3 separate regions of the Mus musculus genome follow, and regions 1 and 3 are each linked to region 2. A link is a contact called in public promoter capture Hi-C data. All regions are on one chromosome and are shown on one strand. The core of a region is the stretch at or near the end of the contact, and the rest is flanking DNA. Distances in the headings are between cores, read along the strand shown. Region 1 holds the start of Ptma (prothymosin alpha). Region 2 holds the start of Stk25 (serine/threonine kinase 25 (yeast)). Region 3 holds the start of Psmd1 (proteasome (prosome, macropain) 26S subunit, non-ATPase, 1).

Region 1 (3,553 bases), core at 593-3,092, 7.1 Mb before region 2:
TTTCTGTTTATATTGAAGCACCGTCCCTCCCTATCTACAAAAAAGGGGTCTGGGCAGCTGCAGCTCAAAGGCCCTTCCCTGTTTAAGCTCCATATCCTCATCACAGTAAAGCCCGCTGGCGGGGGTGGGGCAGTTCGGACTCAGGCAGTTTGTGCAACCTAGGGCGCTGGGGCGCGATAACCGTCTCCGGCCATTAGTGTGCTCCGAGAAGAGCGAGACCCCGGGGGCCTTCACACCCTCCCTTGCCAGGGGCTGCCAGGACAGGAGCAACCGCTGGACAACGGGAGTGAGCGCAGGCCAAAGGGCGGCGGCAAGGCTTTCTCCTTAAAGGAAAAGCTCACACAGGCCCAAGCGGCTGGTGGCGGGACTGGCACGTGCGCGCGGGGATGCGGGCCGGCCACGTGCGGCTCGCGGGCCGACCCTGGGTCCAACTGCAACAGTTTCCCGACACTGCACGTTCCTCTCCTCTCCTCAAGCTCCGCATAGGGGCCTCCGGGTGAGGATGGGCCCAAACGCCGGGGGTGAGCCATAAGGGCAGTTCAGTCTCCTCGCCTCGACCTCAAAGCTCTAAGGGACTTGGCACCCATTCACCCTCCCCGATTCAAGACTCCGGGTTTTCCTCACTCCCGATTCCACGGCCCCCAGGAGACAGACAGCAGGAATGACCAATGGCAGGGCGCAAAGCGTCAACTTTGTGTTCGCCCGCCACTCTCAGCCAGTGTGTGCGGGTTTCTCCCAAGTCCCGCCTTCCGTGTCGGGCGCCCCCTCCTGGCGACACACAGTCGGACGCTATCTGCCGCCATCTTGAGTGTGGCGAAGTCGTTTCTCCGAACCCGTTTATAGCCATTCTGGTCGCTCTTCTCACAGGGCAAATTCCTTAGTTCGACAGCCAAGTGAGACAGCGCTAAAAATGGAGTAATATAGTATTTTGAAGTTGTTCGCGTGAGCCGAGTCGCCACGTCACGCCACGCTTGCCGAGTCCAACGCCATCTTGAGTGTGGCGTCTTTATGGTTTTTCTTTTCTCAGGCTCCGCGTGGTACCGTAAATGGCTCAAGTTTGAAGGAACCCCTTCAAGGACTAGTCCTAATGGCCGGGGAGACAAGTTTCTCCCAGTTGCACACTGTTCATATGCCCACTGGAGCCTGCAAAATGTTAGGGGAGAGGGGTAAACTCGATGGCCGGGCGGGGCTCTGGATGATGTTAAGAGCTGTCGCGACGGCAGTGACCTCTTACAGCAGACGCTGACCAGAGAGCCCTGAGGCGCGACACCGCCTTGTGGCGTGAGGCCCCAGGCCTGTCTCGCTCGAGGACACCGGGACTTTCGCATGAGTCCCCCCAAGTGTGCAGGGCGCGAGGCCCACTCCGGAGCTGACCCTGGACGGCGGGACAGTGGTGGGCGGTGGGGATCACTAGTGTCATCGAGGCGGAGGGAAAGGAGGACGGGGCGGAAGGTGCGAGTCACAGTCACCCCGTTGTGTGGACTGATGTTCACTTGAACTGGGACAACTTGCTCTTCGGTGCGGGCAGGTCCCGGGCGCGGGAACCACGCGGGACACCGCCCGGGGCAAGCGCCGCCCATCGCTCGCCTTCCCCTCCCCCTCCCCCTGGCGGGCAGTGCTCCCGCTCCCCCTCCTCCCTCCCTCCCCCTCCTTCTTCCGAGCAGTCGCGAGGGAGGGGGAGGACCGGGGCTGGGCGGGCAGCTTTGCCGCGCTTTAGCTTTCTGCGTCAGAGGCCTTAGCAAAACAGCTGCGGGAGCGCGCACGCGCGCGACCCCCCTCCGGCGTGGCGAGACCCAACAAAATTCAACACTCTGAATGACAGTGCGGCGGGGGACTGCGCAGCGCGCGCCAAGCCGAGGCACTGCCGCTTTAAGCTCACTTGCCCATTGTTCGGAATCGAGCCAATGAGAGGACGCCCGCTCCCTGCGCTCAGCCAATAGCGCCGGGACTAGGGTGGCTGAGCACCGCCCACTAATCTATATTAAAGCTTCTGGCGCCGCGTGAGTCCCCCACTGGCTGCTCCGAAAAGCCATCTTTGCATTGTTCCTGGGTCGTGCTCCGCGCTCGCTGCAGCCACCTTCGCCGCCCACCGCCTCCTCCAGCGCGGACTCCGGCAGCTCTCTCGCCAGAGTCCTCGAACTCGACTTTTAATTCCCTCACTCGCGGCATCGGACCACCGGCGTGCCCCACCATGTCAGACGCGGCAGTGGATACCAGCTCCGAGATCACCACCAAGGTGAGGCTGGACGCCGCCCGCCCCCTCGGGGTCTGCGCGCCGTCGCCCGGGCGGCGTTGGGGCGCGTGGTTGCGGGCTTTCAGGAAAGCATCACGCAAACGCTTTTCCAGGCGACCCCGCCACCCTCCAGCGGCGCGATGGCCCCGGGCAACACTCTTTGTGTGCGGGGGAGGGGGCGCGAAGCGGCGCGGGCATTGGTGCCGCCGTCGGGAGCTGGCCGATGGCCTGGGGTCGCCTCGGAACTCGGACGCAAACGGGGAGGGCCGAGACGCGGATTCTCGAAACTTGTTTGCGAATGGTTTGAGCGCTCTCGGGGCCGGGGTCGCGGGGCCGCGGCGCACGGAAATAACTTTGAAACTCCGGCGCGTCCGCAGTCGGAAGTGTGGGGGGCGCGTGTGCGGCGCCGGCGAGCTGAGGGCGCCCGCGGCCGAGTCGCTCTTTGTTAGGCGCCCGGGTTCGCGCCCTATAGCGGGCCGGCCACCGGTTATCCGGGATGACGCGGATGGGGCGGCGTGCTGCGCTGGGGGGATTCTGACCGCGACACCTAAGGGTCTGGTCCGCAGCCACGGGTGAACGCGGGTGGTCGTGTTTGTCCCCGCGGCGGCGGACCTCGTCGCAGGGTCAGTCATTGCTGACGGGGTTGGGCCCGGGCGGCGAGCCCACGCGAGAGGGGGAGGAAATAGAAAGTGAAGCTGCGGAGCGGCTGGACGCCCCCCCACGGCTCCCCAGCTGCGGTGGTGCCGTGGCGGTCTAGAAGCCCGCGCAGCACCGCGGTCCTGGCTGGGGTCCTGAGGCAGGGGCTCGCCCTCCCGGTGGAGTCTTCTCCACCCTCAGCCGTGTTCGGTTCGGACTCGTTGCTTTCAAACACCTCGATGTTCGCACCCCGCTTGTCCCGCAGTGGGGACTCAGTCCCAGTCGCCTTGTTTCTTTAAACTCCCGTGGCTCGCCATCTCCCTCGGCTGGTGCGACCCCGTGCAGAGCGCGCTCTGGAGCGATGCCCGCCACCGCTGTAACACTTTGTAGCAAGCATGGTCCCACCTCCGCCCTCGGCGGGAGTCTCAGGTGAATTCCCGCGAGGTCCAGCGCTCCTAGGGAGCGCCCCCCCCGAAGGTCTCGAGGGTCGGAGCCGAGGAGCTCCGAGTCCCTGGTGACCTACCGCGAGAGCTTGGCGCCAAAATCGGAGCCGGAAGCCGCGTGTTGCCCCTCACAGGCAGGACCCCAGGGGGCAGCACGGAGCGGGCTTTCTCCAGTGGGTGACTCCGCTCCCCTGGATGAAAGCGGACCTCGGGTCTCCAGGGCACAGGGCGCACTTGGCGC
Region 2 (3,520 bases), core at 664-3,163:
GCATGCTGATCTGGGTGGCTCAGATTTCTCTTCTGGACAGAATGTGTTATGAACCATCACTCAAGCCATCTAACTTACTCTGAACAACTGAGACCCATTCGCTCTCCATTCCATCCTAGGGATATTATACTTACAGCCTCTGGCCTTTCTGCCAACATGCCTGCTGTGTATCACCTCTCCAAAACAAGAGGAACAACTCAGCACACATCCTCCCTCATCTACCACACACAGTCACACAGTGCTTGCCCAGAACCATCTGGTCCTTCCAGAGATGGGCAGGAACAGGCCGGGTAAAAGGTAATCTAAGGCAGAAGCACAGGCTACAGGGGGAAAGTACAAGCCTTATCACACAAAAGGAGCAATTTCATAGGACTCTATGGCAGCCATCTTGGGAGAAAGCAGCCCTACAAAGGTTTTGTGTCACTTTCAGAAGCCAAGTATGTCTAGGCTGGACACAGGCCCCTAAAAAGACAAAAAGGGTGTTTTCTCTTTGAGAAAGGTCCCCTAGCCATCATTACTGTACTCCTTCGCAATTCATAGCTCCAATTTGTCATCCTGGGACCTTCATAAGCTAAGCTTAAGTCTCTTAAAAATAAACTAGAGGCAGATTTTTTTTCTCTCTCTCTTAGTATGTTATATAATTAGAGGCGAAATGTCAAAATGTATTAAAAATGTGTTAGCTTAATTCAGCATCAGTTAGCAAGCTCGGGATCCCATCTGTGACAGCTGGGCCAAAAGCCCTCCCCAACAGCTGTGAGTAGTCTTCCAGGCTGGTTTGGTTTCCTCCAAGGAGCCCTGCCTCCAATTCCTGCCCACAAGCAGCGGACGGACATGCTTCCTGTCTACACAACCAGTTCTCAAGGATGCAGGGAGAAGGGGGGTCAGGGTGGGGTGGGGTGAGCGGCTGCACTGTCCTCAGGAACTGATTCCTTCACTGTGCAACTGTCAAGCCTAAGCCTATCTAAACCAAGCCCTTAAAACGCAAATCCCACAGCTAAAGCCAGAGGAAAATCAGCCGCCAAGGCAGCTCATTCCACTTCACTAGCTGTCTGTCATATTGCTCTGAAATAACAACACCACAAATAAAATAAAGGCGAGAAAGGGGGTCCAGAGAGCAAACCACCGAACCCTCTGACCCTACGCAGCCCTCATCTCCTGTGCGGTCCCGTGTCGGGGTTCCATCCCGTTAGCCAAGGAAGGTGGAGTCCATCTTCTGGGAAGGTGCTCCGAGCCTGGGTCAAGCAGGTTGTGCCCAGGGCAGGTTCCTGCACCTGCCCCCAGCAGCTCCCGAGCAGAAGCGCTCGCCCCGCAGACGTTCCCTGGGGCTCACGTCTTCCGCAGGCGCTGGCTCGGCACAGGCCAGAGTTCCAACGGCCCCAAGACGCGCCCCGAGGCAGACGGCCTCCGCCCCTCTCCCGCCTCAAGTGGACAAATCCGCTCCACAGCGAACCACGGACTCGGGGCACGCCGACGCCCACACTCACCTGGTGCGCGAAGCCCCGGAGGTGAGCCATGTCCCCGCTGACGTGACCAGTCCGTCGCAGCCGCTCCGCCCGCTCGCCTCAAGCACCTGCGAGAAACCGCAGGCCGCTCGGTCAACAGTGGCCAGGGGGACCCGTTCCGTGGCGTCCCTCCACCCGCGACCTCCGGTCCCGCGCCCAGGGCCCCCGACCCGCCCTCAGGGCGTGCCCGGCCTCCCCAACATTCAGGCGAGGCCCGCTGGCAGCGCCCACCTCCGGGCGGCTCCATCTCGGACTCCGGGCCCGCTTCGCAGTCCCCACGGCGGCTCACACCGCAATTCGGTCTCCCGGAACGCCCAGGCCTCCCAGCCCGTGAGGTGGAGGCAGCGGCTCTGAGCAGGGCGTCGTGGCGAGCGCGAAGCTCTGTGGGACTAGGAGTCCCGCAGCCCGCCCCGTACCCCGGGCACGCAAAATTGAGACTACAAGTCCCAGCAGGCTGCGCGGTAGGATGAGGTGTTACGCAAGTGCTCCGGGGCCCTGATGGCGACAGACTACAAGTCCCAGGAGAACTTGCGGTGGGCGGTCAGTGGAGAGGCACAAATGCGCCACAGATTGGATCCGAACCTTGAGATATGCCCGAGCTGGGCTGCCCCTCCTGTCAGGCCGCGCGGTGACGGGTGCAGCGCGTGCGCAGTTGCCTTGACGTTTTCTAGGCTTTTTTTTCTCTTTTTTTTTCAGCCCTCCTCTCATTTTCCCAGTTCTGTTTGCCAAGCTTCTGAGACCCATACTGTGTGCCTGGAGTGCGAACCCACATTACCCTCATATCCTGGTGCTCCAGCTTTAACCGCAGTGTGACCTTCTTGTCTGCGCTTAGCAACACACACACACAAGGAGTACGCCCACGCGCGCCCTTAGAAAAGTCGCCCATTGTTGGACAAGTGCTTCTCTCCTGCCTCAGTTTCCCTATCTGAAAAGGTTTAATCGTAGGTCCCCAGGACATGACCTGGCGCTGGGAAGAGTTGTGTGGTCCAGCGGGGATTTCCAAAGGTTGGAAGATGCCTTTCATCCTGTGAATTCAGTATGAGTGACTAGTCAGCAATGTCCACTTCTATGCAGTCTCCTAGTGTTCCACGGGAGGGAGATTTGGCTCCATACTGTGTCCATTCCTATGACGGCTCAGTGCAAACCACCATAATGTCCCTACTCCCCAACTCATAAAGGCTTGTTGTTTCTGTTCTCTGGTGGATTTTCTTCCTGGGCACCATCCTGGAACCTTAAACCTTGCATGCAAGACCTTGCATCAGATTCTTTAACCGCCAAATTTTACTACATGTTGATTAGGTTTTCTTTGCTGTGTTTTTCCCCAGAAGAAAATAGACTTCCAGCAAACAGCCCTGCCCTGGATCCTGAAGCACCTTGGTTTCCTCCCCTCCCCCGCCCCAAGGCATCAACAATAGGGGCAAATATTTTTATTGCCCCTGAAAAAGATCATCTGTAGGATGGCCTTCAGCCTACCTATCCCTCCTATAGAAAAGTCTGAAATTAGGCAAGGCCAACTCTATTAAGACTTATTTATGTACATATATGTGTATGTTAAATGTGAACAGGAACCTACTGAGATCTGAAAAGGCCTGGATCTGGAGTTGCAGAGGGTCATATGCTGAATGGCATGGGTGCTAGAACTAAATTCTGGTCCTCTGGAAGAGCAACAAGAATTCTTAATGATTGAGGAATCTCTGTAGGCCTTTATTTTTGATTTTTAAGACAGGACCTCATTCTGTAGCCTAGGCTGGCTTAAAACTCTCTATGTGGCCCTTTTTGGCCTCAAATTCACAGCAGTTCTGCCTCTGCCTCTGCCTCTGCCTCTGCCTCTGCCTCTGCCTCTGCCTCTGCCTCTGCCTCTGCCTCTGCCTCTGCCTCTGCCTCTGCCTCTGCCTCTGCCTCTGCCTCTGCCTCTGCCTCTGCCTCTGCCTCTGCCTCCCAAATGCTGGGGTTATCCATATGAACCATCAGACTTCATGTGAAAAGCCCTACTCATGAGATTAAACTTCGTATTGGTT
Region 3 (3,728 bases), core at 772-3,271, 7.6 Mb before region 2:
GTTTTTAATTTATGTATTTGTTTAATGTATGAATGTTCTGTCTGCATGTACACCTGCATGCCAGAAGAGGGCATCAGATCCCTTTATAGATGGTTGTAAGCCACCATGTGCGATTGCTGGAAATTAAACTCAGGACTTCCGGAAGAGCAGCTGAGCCATCTCACCAGCCCGTTGTTTTGTTTTTTTGAGACAGGGTCTCTCTACATAGCACTGGCTGTCCTGGAATTCACTATAGACCAGACTGACCTTGAATTCACAGAGCTCCCTGGCCTCTGCCTTCTGAATGATCGACCACACCCGGCCAGACTTCTGCCTTTTGAAACGTAAAATGTACAGTATTAGCAGTTCCAGGTGTCAAGTTTTAAGTCTTATGGGGGTTCTGGATGTAGTTCAGTTAAAGTGTTGCTTATCTAGCATGCATGAGACCCTGGTTCAGTTGTCAGCGCTGCAAAAAACAGATATTGTGGTGCACACCTGTAATCCCCCGCATTCCCCAATCAGACCTTGATCAGAAGTTCCAGGACCTCCCAGCTACAAAGAAAGCTTGCAGACCACCTGGGCTATTGTATAGGATCCCCCACCCCATTCTCATTGTTTATTTATGATAGACTAGTTCATTCATTATCATAATAAAGTACTGTGAAGTTTTTGTATTTTAGAGACAGGCTTTCTATTTTTAAAGAGGTATTTATTACTTATTTGTGTGTGTCTATGTGCCCATGAGTATAGGTACCTGTGGAGGCCAAAAGAGAGCATCAAACCCCCTGGAGCTGGAGTTACAAGTAGTTGTGAGCTACTCGATGTGGGTGCTCAGAATTGTACTTGGGTTCTCTGGAAGCTTAACCACTAAAGGCAACTCTCCGAACTGCCACCAACCCAGCCTTTTTAAGACAGGGTCTCACAATTGACTCCTCCTTCACTAGAATTCACTATGGAGATGAGGCTGGCCTGGAACTCACAGAGATCTGCCTACCATTGCCTCCCAAGGGGTGTACCACCATGTTTGACACCTGGACAGTCTATTTTTGTGTATGTTCATATTTGGGGGGAGGGGGGCCTTCGCTGGATGAGGCTGTACGAAAGACACAGGCATGGAGGCAAGTTTGTGTCAAACATATACACATGTATATGTATATACACATATATACACATATACGCAAGTAGGCCGGAGGTTGACATTGGGTGTCTTCCTCAATTGCTCTCCCACTCTTCCTTCCCTACCCCCACACTCCTCAAGGTCTTACTTTGTAGCTCTGGCTGTCCTGGAACCCACTTGTAGGCCAGGCTGGCCTTAAATCCACAGAGATCTTCCTGCCTTTTCCTCTGCTTCTTGAGTGCTGTGATTAAGGTGTGAACCACAACACCCAGCCACTTTATTTTTTGGAAACAAGAGTCTCTTACTAGACCAGGAGCTCACCAACCGGCTACACAGGCCGGCCAGCAAGCCCCAGATATCCACCTGCCTTCACCTCCCCCAGCACTGGGTTTACACCGGCCACTGGGAATCCTAACTCAACTTCAGGTCTTCATGCTTTTATGGCAACCACTTAAGCGACCAAGTCGCCTTTCCAGCATTATCCCACCACCACCTTCCCCTACTTTGATAGCAGATCTTTTATAGCCCAGGCTGGCCTCGAATTCAAGATCCTTCTGCCTCAGTCGCTTTTCTAAGAAAATACTTCCCTGTAGTCTTGGGTTGGTGGGCATTATTGCAGTGAGACCTCCATAGCCTTAGGTGGCGCTGCGAGCAATGCTTATACCTCCCCTAACACTCATTCTCTTAGCAATGGCGGGTGATGAGTGGGCCTCTCTTTGCAAGGGTGTCTATTTTGAAGCCTGATTGCAACTAGAAATGAATGTCCGTTCGCAGCCGGCCAGATCTCTGACTTCACGGAGAGTTATAAAAAACAACGACATGTTTTTTTACCTTGTTGCATGATCTCGAGAGGCGGAAGCTGCATAAAAGACACAGCGTGGCGGTGAATTTGAGCCAAGCCTCAGGCGGAGATGCGGGCAGCCCTAGGGCGGGCGGGGTCCTCGGCTAGAAGCGAGCCGGCGGCCTGTGGAGGGGACTGACTGAGCAGCGCACCCGGGACCCTGGAGGTGCGGTAGAGCAAGCGGGCCCTGAGCTGACAGATCCAGGGCTTGGCCAGGACTGTGGACGAGTGGATCGGCGAGTGCAGGGCGCAGCCATGATCACTTCAGCCGGTGAGTGCTGCCGGGAGCAGGCGCCCCAGTGAGGAGCCGCCGCCGCGCCGGCGTTTAGCTGAGTCAGGGCGGGTGACTGGGCACCTCCGGGTCGAGCGCCGGCCTGCGAGGCCCCTCTGCCCGAGGCCCACCTCGGGGATCGAGGGCTGGGAAACTGGCCAGGTCACTGCAGGCCCCTGGGGTTCGTAGGAATAGGACCAGGTAGCCACCCGGCCGTCCCTCTCCAGCCACACCCCCGTTCCAGGACCAGACCGGGCTCCTAGGCGGTCGCTGGACCTTTATTCTCTGTCCGCTTCTTGGTCGAGTGACCCCCCAATCCTTCCCCGCAGGTGTTTCGGTTTGGGATGGGCCCCGGTGTCATCGTAAGCATCTTATAGCAGGTCCTGGCCTGGCAGCCTAACTGCTACACTAAGTGCTTCTGGCTTGTGCATGAGATATCTTCTCCTGGAAGTCCGAAATTAGGTTTGAGGTGGCTGGGTTTTTGGTGCTACCGTATTCACCTAAGAACCTCGTTCAGTGAAGGCAGCATTGACTGGAGAGCCACCTTACTGTGTGTGTTTAGATCCTCAGGACTGCAAAGCAGGTTTCGCACACTTGTATGGTAGATACTTGTAATGGCTTTTGAAATGGGAAGGTGTGGAGGGAGATGAACTTCTACATGGAGATTTTTCAAGCCCACTACAGACTTGAACTGCGTATAGCTGTTCCCAGTCTCGATGCTTTCTCAGCCCTGGCTGCTTGCGTACCCTTGCTTGGTTGTTATTCCTATTCTGTACTTGTTCTACAAGTATTTGATTTTGAACAAACGGGTTCTCAGTAGACAGTATGCTGTACGGTGGGGAGGGTCTCACTGTGTAGCTCTAGCTGTCCTCGAACTCACTGTGTAGACCAAGCTGACCTCAAACTCACAGAGATCTCCTGCCCCTGCTTCCTAAATACTAGGATTAAAAATGTGTAGTGTACTACTACACTCTGTGCTGGTTATTTTTAAACACGTGAAGAAGTGTTTGGACTTGAAGTTAGACTTTTGTCCTGATAGAGACAGATGATTGCAATGAATTTTAGTTCCCATCAAAAGAAGCATTTTCTTTTCTTTTTTCCAATTAGCTCTGGAGGAAAATACTAGATTTTTTGCCACTTGTAAGAATAGGCTTAGGCCCCGCCATTACCACTGGTCTTCAAAGTGGTGGCTTCACTGATCATAGTTGTGTGGGTGCTTAATAGAATACTGTTAGGGTGGACGCAGAGATAGCCACCTCATTTGGAATGTGGTCCAGGCCACCTTTGTCTCTTGCCTAGGCTATGAGCCTCAAGACTTTTCTTTTTTTTTCCCCAATACTTTGTCTAAGCTCATTCCTCTAGTTCCAAATTTGCTTTGGGAACTTTGTGTAGCATTTCTCATTCCCATTACATCGTAAACATGCTATACTTTTTGTTCGGCCTCTCTCCTACTTAAGAGTTCTTGTACATTCTGTTCCTACTCTAGCCTTTTCTCTCACGAGGTGTTGTAAATCTCCAGT

The links. Promoter capture Hi-C pulls out the DNA fragments that hold promoters and counts their contacts.
Region 1: a promoter capture Hi-C map of cranial neural crest shows a contact between it and region 2. The contact joins the promoter of Ptma here to the promoter of Stk25 in region 2.
Region 3: a promoter capture Hi-C map of pre-B cells shows a contact between it and region 2. The contact joins the promoter of Psmd1 here to the promoter of Stk25 in region 2. A contact is called at or near these places in 1 of 39 promoter capture datasets (pre-B cells) and 1 of 484 Hi-C or Micro-C datasets (CD4 T cells).

What each region holds. Positions count from the first base shown.
Region 1 is chr1:86,524,715-86,528,267 of GRCm38.p6, forward strand. Ptma (prothymosin alpha) reads left to right here and starts at 1,843. Exons shown (of 5, transcript NM_008972.3): 1 at 1,843-2,236. The coding sequence starts at 2,192.
Region 2 is chr1:93,633,814-93,637,333 of GRCm38.p6, forward strand. Stk25 (serine/threonine kinase 25 (yeast)) reads right to left here and starts at 1,914. Exons shown (of 12, transcript NM_021537.3): 1 at 1,734-1,914; 2 at 1,485-1,570. The coding sequence starts at 1,514.
Region 3 is chr1:86,062,598-86,066,325 of GRCm38.p6, forward strand. It overlaps Psmd1 (proteasome (prosome, macropain) 26S subunit, non-ATPase, 1), which reads left to right and starts at 2,022. Exons shown (of 25, transcript NM_027357.2): 1 at 2,022-2,208. The coding sequence starts at 2,193.